3 separate regions of the Zea mays genome follow, and regions 1 and 3 are each linked to region 2. A link is a contact called in public Hi-C data. All regions are on one chromosome and are shown on one strand. The core of a region is the stretch at or near the end of the contact, and the rest is flanking DNA. Distances in the headings are between cores, read along the strand shown. Region 1 holds the start of LOC103633287 (serine/arginine repetitive matrix protein 1). Region 2 holds the start of LOC100193205. Region 3 holds the start of LOC100192833.

Evidence for each region. A called contact is a pair of places that touch in the nucleus more often than the background predicts.
Region 1: a Hi-C map of leaf shows a contact between it and region 2, with 4 times the contacts expected there. The contact joins the promoter of LOC103633287 here to the promoter of LOC100193205 in region 2. A contact is called at or near these places in 5 of 25 Hi-C or Micro-C datasets (bundle sheath, ear, leaf and 1 more).
Region 3: a contact with region 2 is called in a Hi-C map of ear, with 1.6 times the contacts expected there. The contact joins the promoter of LOC100192833 here to the promoter of LOC100193205 in region 2. A contact is called at or near these places in 2 of 25 Hi-C or Micro-C datasets (ear and leaf).

What each region holds. Positions count from the first base shown.
Region 1 is chr7:165,867,053-165,869,752 of Zm-B73-REFERENCE-NAM-5.0, reverse strand. LOC103633287 (serine/arginine repetitive matrix protein 1) reads right to left here and starts at 1,412. Exons shown (of 6, transcript XM_008654994.2): 1 at 112-1,412; 2 at 1-9. The coding sequence starts at 1,203.
Region 2 is chr7:166,042,923-166,045,622 of Zm-B73-REFERENCE-NAM-5.0, reverse strand. It overlaps LOC100193205, which reads right to left and starts at 1,262. Exons shown (of 2, transcript NM_001138358.2): 1 at 914-1,262. It also overlaps the pseudogene LOC103633288.
Region 3 is chr7:166,221,880-166,224,579 of Zm-B73-REFERENCE-NAM-5.0, reverse strand. It overlaps LOC100192833, which reads left to right and starts at 1,400. Exons shown (of 9, transcript NM_001254768.2): 1 at 1,400-1,510; 2 at 1,638-1,773. The coding sequence starts at 1,407.

The sequences.
Region 1 (2,700 bases), core at 163-2,662, 180 kb after region 2:
AGGAACAACCTAATCCAAAACAATCATCAGTAATAAGCAAACATTCAACAGAAAGCTAAATAGTGAAGATCAAACAATCAGTGGTGAAAAATTGAAGATTAGCTGGGTAACCTTCACAGGACCAACAGGCAATGGCTCAGCATTCTTGGATCGATAGCACCGCTGCATCGGTGCAGAAATTTCTACACCAACTTTTGTAGTAACAGGAGTTGACAGTGCTGCAGGTCCACTGCTACCTGGCAAGATCGTCATCAGTCCGTTTGGGAGATCCCTGGTCTGGCGGTCACTCGTGGCTGCCTGAGGGGACGTCGACGGATTGATTCTCCTCCTGCCCTTCCTCTTGTTCTTCTGCCTCTGAAGAGCGACAGCAAGGAGCTCTCCATCCGCTGGTAGCTTCTTGCCCTTGTTGGCCCTCGCGTAGTGGTATTCGCAGAAGCTAACAGTTGGGAGTGCACGGCCCGAGCAGCGCCACTTCTTCCCGTCGCTACGACGGCAACGGAGGTGGTCCGGAAGTGGCGGCGGAGAGTCACCACGCTGCCTCGACTTCCGACGGCGCCGGCGACGCGACGGTGTAGGGGTCTCCTCTGCTTCATCATCGGGAGTGGCCGCTCGCTTACGGCGGCGGCTGCGGGAAGGAGGGGGTGGAGGGGATTCCTCAGCATCACCTTCGGTGTCGGAGTCCCCACCATCTTCTTCGTTCTCGCCGCCCGTCTCAGCGGCTTCCTCTTCACTCTCGCCGTCGGTCTCGGCGGTGGCTCCCTCCTCATCCTCGCCGTCGGTCTCGGCGGTGGCTCCCTCCTCATCCTCGCCGTCGGACTCCTCCGCTTTGGCCTTCGAATCAACATCCTTGGCATCTGCTTCGCGGTCGGAGCACGTTTCACCGGCTTCTTCATCCTCGGCATCCGAGACGTCAGGTTTCGCTTCCGCCTCGGTGGCTACCGCTTCCGGCTCGGCTTTGGCTTCAGGCTCCGCATCCATCTCATCCGCTCCGTTCTCGACGGCTTCCTCGTTGGCATCTGCATCCATGGACTCGGCGTCGCTTGCCGATTCATCTTCTTTCGCTTCGCCGGACTCCTCCGCCTTCGCGTCCCCCGCCTCGATCTCGGAATCGGCGGCTTCCTCTAGCTCAGGCTCGGGCTCGGTGGCCTTCGCTCTTGGCTTTGCCCTGCCCTTCCCCTTCCTTCTACCGCGGCGCGGCGGCATGGCGGCGGCTGGCTAGGGTTCCAGCGAGTCGGCGGAGTTGGGATGGCTAGATCGAAGGGGGGAAGTGGTGCGTGTACTGGCTCGCGGAGAAGGACACAAGCGCGGGCTGCGGATGGGGGTAAAGAGGGCTGCGTGCATGGGGCCCGCTCTCTGACTAGTCAGAGGCACATCGTCGGATGCAAAAGCTTTAACAGGAACAGGGGGCAGTTACTGGCGATTCGAAAGCAGTAGGAAGTTATTCAAGGTCGTGTGTGTGAGTGGGTGGGGGGAGGGAGGGAGGGAGCGCCCAGCCGTGGGATTGAGATGGGGTGGCTGAGATTGTATACAATGTGAGGGGACTAGAGAGGTTTCTTTTATTAAGGCTAGTTTGCTAATCTTATTTTTTTCAAAAGGATTCTTGTTTTTTAAGAAAAAATAAACTAATTTATCTTACGGTCGTTTGTATTCCTTCATTTTAGAGGAATTGGAATTTAATTTAATAAAGTAATATATTTAGCTTGGAATTTGACATTTCACCGGTTTCTAAAGTTCAGATATAGGTCTATCTCAAATTTATTGGGTGGGGGATGGGAAATAATTTTATGTATTAGTAGAATTTTTTATATTCTGTAATTTATAGAACGTTCTTCAATTCACTCCTCTATAGCAAAAATGTAGCGTATAAATATCTCTGACATCTTGCTAATAATAGTGTACAAACATATATTGTATAAAATCAAATTAGCTTAGTTAATATATGTCTAAATTACTATTATTAGAATATAATTCAATTCCAGTGATCCAAACGGGGCGAGCAAAAATGAAAATCTCTTAAATAAATGGGTTTCTAAACTAAACCAGTAAACCTTATGAAATCAACTAGGACTAGTTTGTCAACCTCGTTTTTTAAGGGATTCACTAATTTCACTTGAAAAATTAGAATCTCTTATGAAGATAAAGTTGCCAAACTAGGAATTATGGGAGAGATTTTTCGCCTGCATACAAAACATTTATCGGCGATTTAGGGGTAAGCTGCGCGTGATGTGGACCGTGCTGGACCAGGATCGAACGGTGGCAGACTATAGAGTTTCCTCGTTTGAATTCGTAACTTGTGGAACTGTGCTAAGAGACTAGCCCATGAAACATCACGGACCTGACTACTATGAAGAGCCGATAGATTTGGGCCTCCCAGAAAGGGAATATATTGAATGTAAACCGTATTTTCGTGCAAACCTCGTACAGACTTTTTAAAAAAGTTTCAAAAAAATCTAAAAAAACAAGAATATACATCTAAGCTTACCTCATCTATATACAAAATTTCATGGTCAAATTCATCTTACTCTAACAGTTAAAAAAAAGACAAATTTTAAACTTTCACTGTTTGTCAGAAATTTTGTCTTTTTTATAACTGCTAGAGTAAGATGAATTTGACCATGAAATTTTACATAGATGAGGTAAGCTCATATGTACATTCGTGTATTTTTTCAGAATTGTTTGAAATTTTTGTTAGTAGGTTTG
Region 2 (2,700 bases), core at 13-2,512:
AAACATGAATAAAATTCAGCAGCATCCTGAGAATACGATTACAATACTAAATAATCAACTCAGAGGCAGTAACCATACAACAGAACAGAACCAAACTTTCATATCAGATGCTCATATGACCGGAGGACATGTGGGAAACCAAATAACCAATTCTCCAGCTTCCATCTCGATAATATTGGGATCCAACGGTCGCCCTATCTCAGCAGAATATACAGGCAATAGAAGCTACAGCCTACAATTGACCTCAACTGAAAAAGGTCCCTTCCAATTGCAATGCACAGTAAACTAAATTTAACCAATCTGGCTATCTCGCTGAAAAGGGTTGCCAGCACAGCAGTTGCCTAATAAAAAAAAGTGCATCGAGCGAACACTTAATTGAAAACGCAATTCCATACCACGAAAGCGAGCAAACGAGGAGAAACGTAGAAATTCGAGAACTCTGAGTCACGAATGGAACAACCAGAGCGACAAGCAAGCTCCGAATTAACTAATGAAACACACCGCACCAAATGATTTGTTGCTCCAGTTCGAACTACTAAACTGCTACCTCCGCTGGTCTGCTCAGATCCCACCGCACTTGAGCATCGCCAGAAGCTCAAGTTAATCCCGAGCAGCTGCCAAGCAACCCAACAGCTCAAATGAGCTACATCACAACGTCGAACTGGAGCTCCGGATAACCCGGATAACCCAATTTCTCAGACCTAGCAAAATCGAGTCCCAGTACGACCAATTGGAGCTCAAGAGAAGCAAAAAAATCCTTAGAACAAACAAGCATGCAAATCGCCCAAACCCAAGGTCAACACCGCCCTCAGAGCTCCTCAAACCAGATGTAACGGAAACAGATAAAGCCTACCACAGCCGAGCCTACGACGATGGTACTCAATCGAGCTCTGCTACGGGTTGGGGGGATTACCTCTTAGGTGTGAACCAGGAAGGCTTGTCGCCGTCCTGGTCGCTGGTACTCGTGTCCAGACCCGTCTCGACGTCCCGCACTACGGTGACCGCCATGGCCTGCACACCTCCTGCCGCTGCTGCTGCTGCTGCCACCGCCTGCTTAGTTTCCTCCGTCTCCAACACCGACTCCTGCTTGGCCTCCGCCGCAGAAGCGGGAGTCTCCGCAACGGAAGGAGGGAGGGGATCGGAGGCGGAATCGACGGGTGAACGAATATTAAGTCTCGGGGCCGCGCGCGGGGGATTGAGCTCGGGGCTGGGCGCGCGGGGAATTGAGCTCGGAGCGCGCAGCGGAGTATGCGGCGGTCGCGCTCCGCCCGCCCGATTGCGGTGGGGGCTCGGGATTGCTAATCATAGATTAATTATGCTTAATAAATTTTTCTCGCCATTTAATCTTTAGCTATGTAATTAGTTTTATAATTGGACTACATTTAATACTTGTAAATAGACATTCAATTCGGACACGAACTAATTAAACTTTAGTCCTTGGAACCAAACACCCCCTATAGTTTGATAGTGAGAACTGTCATATCACGTAACAGAAAAAAATGAACTCTAGTAGCAACTGCCAAGACATTGGTTACCACAGCAGATTTATCATTTATACTATTATCTAACACCAAACAGCCAAGATGCCGGAAGGGCATGGGTGTAAATGGAGTAGCTAGGAGATGATTTTCAAATTTCAAATATCAGTGGTGTTCGTTGAACAAAAGTCATGTTAGTGTTAATGTGTCATTATGATTTAGTATTACACCCGTGGGTGTGAATGGGACGATGACAAAATGGCAGGAGGTTTAGGGGTAACCATTTAACGAAGCGTGTCACATGCAAAAGAAATGAACTATGGAAGCCTATGTATCCATCTACAAAGACGTGCGCTAATAGAGATTGGAGAGTACTCACGCTTTGCAGAGTTTTGGTAGAATCTCATTTAAGTGAGCCAATAGTCACCAAGTGCAAATTTTCAATTTGTTCTGCTGGGGAAACTGATAGTAATCAGCCCACATTGATATGCACTAATTACGAGTTCAGTCTGCACAAATTTGGCTAGTATTTCAGTTTAGGTCGAATGGTTGCTATTCTCTACAAATTCAAGTAATGAATGGTGGTTGGGACAATGAGAAAACCAACCTGAATAAAGTAACAGAGTAAACAGAGCAGAAGGAGAATTACAAGTTGGGAGTGAAAAACTTACAGGAATATCTGTGATGTCACCAATCGCGAAAATGTTATTAAAACCTTTCACTCTTAAATCCTTTTCCACCATTACTCTCCCCTTGCTGTCCAAGGATTCCTTTAGAATGGTATCATGTAGCCACGACGAACTCAGTGGCTTTCCAATGCATACAAAGTGGCAATCAGCTATACTGTTTCTCCGCCTGATGTCTTGTACACCTTCTCAGTGTCTGATAATGAGCCCAAGTCAACCGATTGCTGAAGGAGCACGTCTACTTTCTTCGAAGTAAGCCAATCAAGGCACTTCTTTGAAGCCTTATCTCCAATGAATTCGAGTAAACGCGGTCCTCTATGGATAAGGGTCACCTCTTCCCCGGGTAGTCTACCACAATCTCTCCAGCTAGTTCAACACCAGTTGGACCACCCCCAATTATCAGCACAGATTCTGAAGACTCTATCTTCCCATTATCTGCAGCAAGCATACAAAAGAAAATGTAAGTATGACAGGGAAGGCCACAAAAGCACAACTGTTTTTTTTCTAGTAGGCGCTTTGACTGCATCTACCTCTCT
Region 3 (2,700 bases), core at 151-2,650, 180 kb before region 2:
TCGTCGACGGATGGGGCTGCCTTCGAGTTAGCTCTTTTGGGTGCCATCGCGGGTGATTTTTCGTAGCACGAACGGTGGGCACCAATGTTGGAACTCGCGTTCTCGGACAGGTTGTTTCCAACAGGGGGTTGAGTGAGGCGGGAACACGGTTTGATTGGAGGCAACAATTGCTTTGTTAATCTAGCCCCTCAAGGGCACTGTACGGGGGTATTTATAGGCGCCTGAGCGCCCAGCGTCTCGGTTTAAGGACACATGTGCTCTCAAGCGCCTAGGTCATCCCCGGAATATTCTCATAAAGCGGGGTTACAGACCGTCATTACATAAAAGCGTTTACAAATCGGGCCCGTAATACAACCGGCCGCGCGGGGCCTGTTACAATGGGCCGAATTCCACGTGGGCCTTCGTGTTCGACGAAGGGTGGGAGGTGCCAGTCGTTTTGCCTCCGTTGAGGCAACGAGACCGGCGAAGGCTTCGAGCGAGGGGTTGATGTAGCGAGACTGGCGAAGGCTTCGAGCGAGGGGTAGTGTCTTCGCCTTCGCCCTAACAGTAAACAACAACATCAATTAGTCAAATCAAAAAATATTATGCAGAGAGCGAAGACAATCAATAAAAAATCTTGAGATTTTTTTGGTGGATAATTTACGTGGGTATTGTTGTGACCCGTTGCAACCCACGACCAACTGACTAATTTACTTTTATGTTAATCATCCGATTTACTCTGTTCTAATTGTTTTACCTTCACAATAATATCGTGCATACTCTAAAAATATTATGTCACGACACATATTTTATGTGTTTAATTAATTGTTAGTTTGTCCATCAATTTTAATTAATTGCTAGTTTGTCCATCGGTTTTATGGCCACCAGCTTCTATGTGCACACGCTAAGAACAATGATGGTAGATCGACATCGATCTTAGCACCATGTCATAGTATAATAATGTCTATTATTTGCGACGTGGTATCTCAGACGTATGACCTATTACATCAAGCCGTATAACCTTAGTAACGTATTTTATGGCCACCAGGGTCAAACACGATAATAACAGATTACAGATCTGAACCTGATTTTTATTTAAGGCTATTTTAGCTATTTCATATTTTCAAGAAAAAATAGTTTATTTTTTTAGAAAAATAAGAATGACTAAAAATAGAGTTGTGAAACTAGACTATAGAAAAGGCTAAAAAACAAAAAAAAGGACGAATATACTGCCGCCCGAAATAGTACATACGTATTTCCGCTGCGCATCTCAGACTCTCGGTTACGTAATCTTTATAAAAAACTCCTAACAAATCATAGTTGTATCTATGGTTAGATCGTAATCTAATGAACCAGATCTTTTGTTTGCACGCTTTCAAATAAGCACTGCATAGCAGTCGTTGCCGTCGGTCCCGCCACACACCCCCATGCCGCTTCTCCACCTCTCGCTCCCGTCGCACCGCCTCCTCGTCGGCGGCCGAGGTCGGCTGTTCTTCCCGTCGTCTCCCCGTCGTATCTGCCTATCTGTCAGGTGAACCAACTCACAGTCACGACCCTCCGGGCACCCTAACCCTACCCAACAGCGTGTGCGCGAGTTCTTTTATTCCCGCCGCCGCCGCCTCTTTTCTCACTAGGCACTAGTGCTTGTTCGTGGATAGGGCGGCTGGGGATGCGGCGGTGTCAGTTGCGGCGGGGGCTTACGGACTCCCCTTCCGGCCGGAGGGAGCCGCTCACCACCGCGAGCTCTCCGCGGCAGTGGCCGTCGTCGAGCGCGCCTGCTGCCTCTGCGTTGACGTGAGTCGACCTCATCTTCCCTCCTACTGATTTAATTGTCTGGTGAGATTTGAGCATTTTAAAGATACTTACGGAGGATTAATTCCGGTTTGGTGGGATCACTTGGTGTTGGCAGTGATGTCTCACGCGTAGAATTTGTGGCTGGGACAGAAAATTATATAAACGACCAACTAGTTTGCATAAGGATAGATCTTTAGGGGAAAACGGTGTAGTAATTTCTGGAGCACCAGGTTATCAATTCTAAGCAGTGTTTTCAGCCCTAAACTGATTTGTTGCAAAAGATTCACTCTTCAGGGAAATGTGACTGTGCAAAGTTTTTCACTCCCATAATTATATAATTAAGACCAATCACATATGGTCGGGTCTATTTAAACTAAAACAATCCTACCAATGATTGTGATCCTGGTAGCATTGATTTTCCACACCTGCAAGCTTCAGCAAAACCATTCCTTCATTCCAAATTATAACAAGTTTTGGCTTTTCTAGATACATTGATTTTATTATGTATCTAGACATGTTGTATATCTAAGTGTATAACAAAAATTATTAATCTAGAAAAGCCAAAACGTCTTGTAATTTGGAACGGAGGGACTACTTACTATTGTCTAAGATACAATTTCAGTTTGTGTTTGCCATATAAGTAGCTTGCATTGTACCTTAATCAACATGAGCTGTTATGTAATCAGTGTGAAACAAAATAAATTAAAATGATTCTGCACTTAGTAGTTCATGGACTTACTAGAGATGTTGAAAAGCAATTGACCTTTACATAACTAGAGACATTCCATTTTTCTCCCTTTTTTATTGAATAACGCAAGTCTGTTGCATGACATTTCATTAAGAAGGGAAAGTACATAGAGGAGAAGGATGGTGGGGGGTTGGAAATCCCTCCCAGCACATACAACCCGGATCAACTCCATTTTTTTT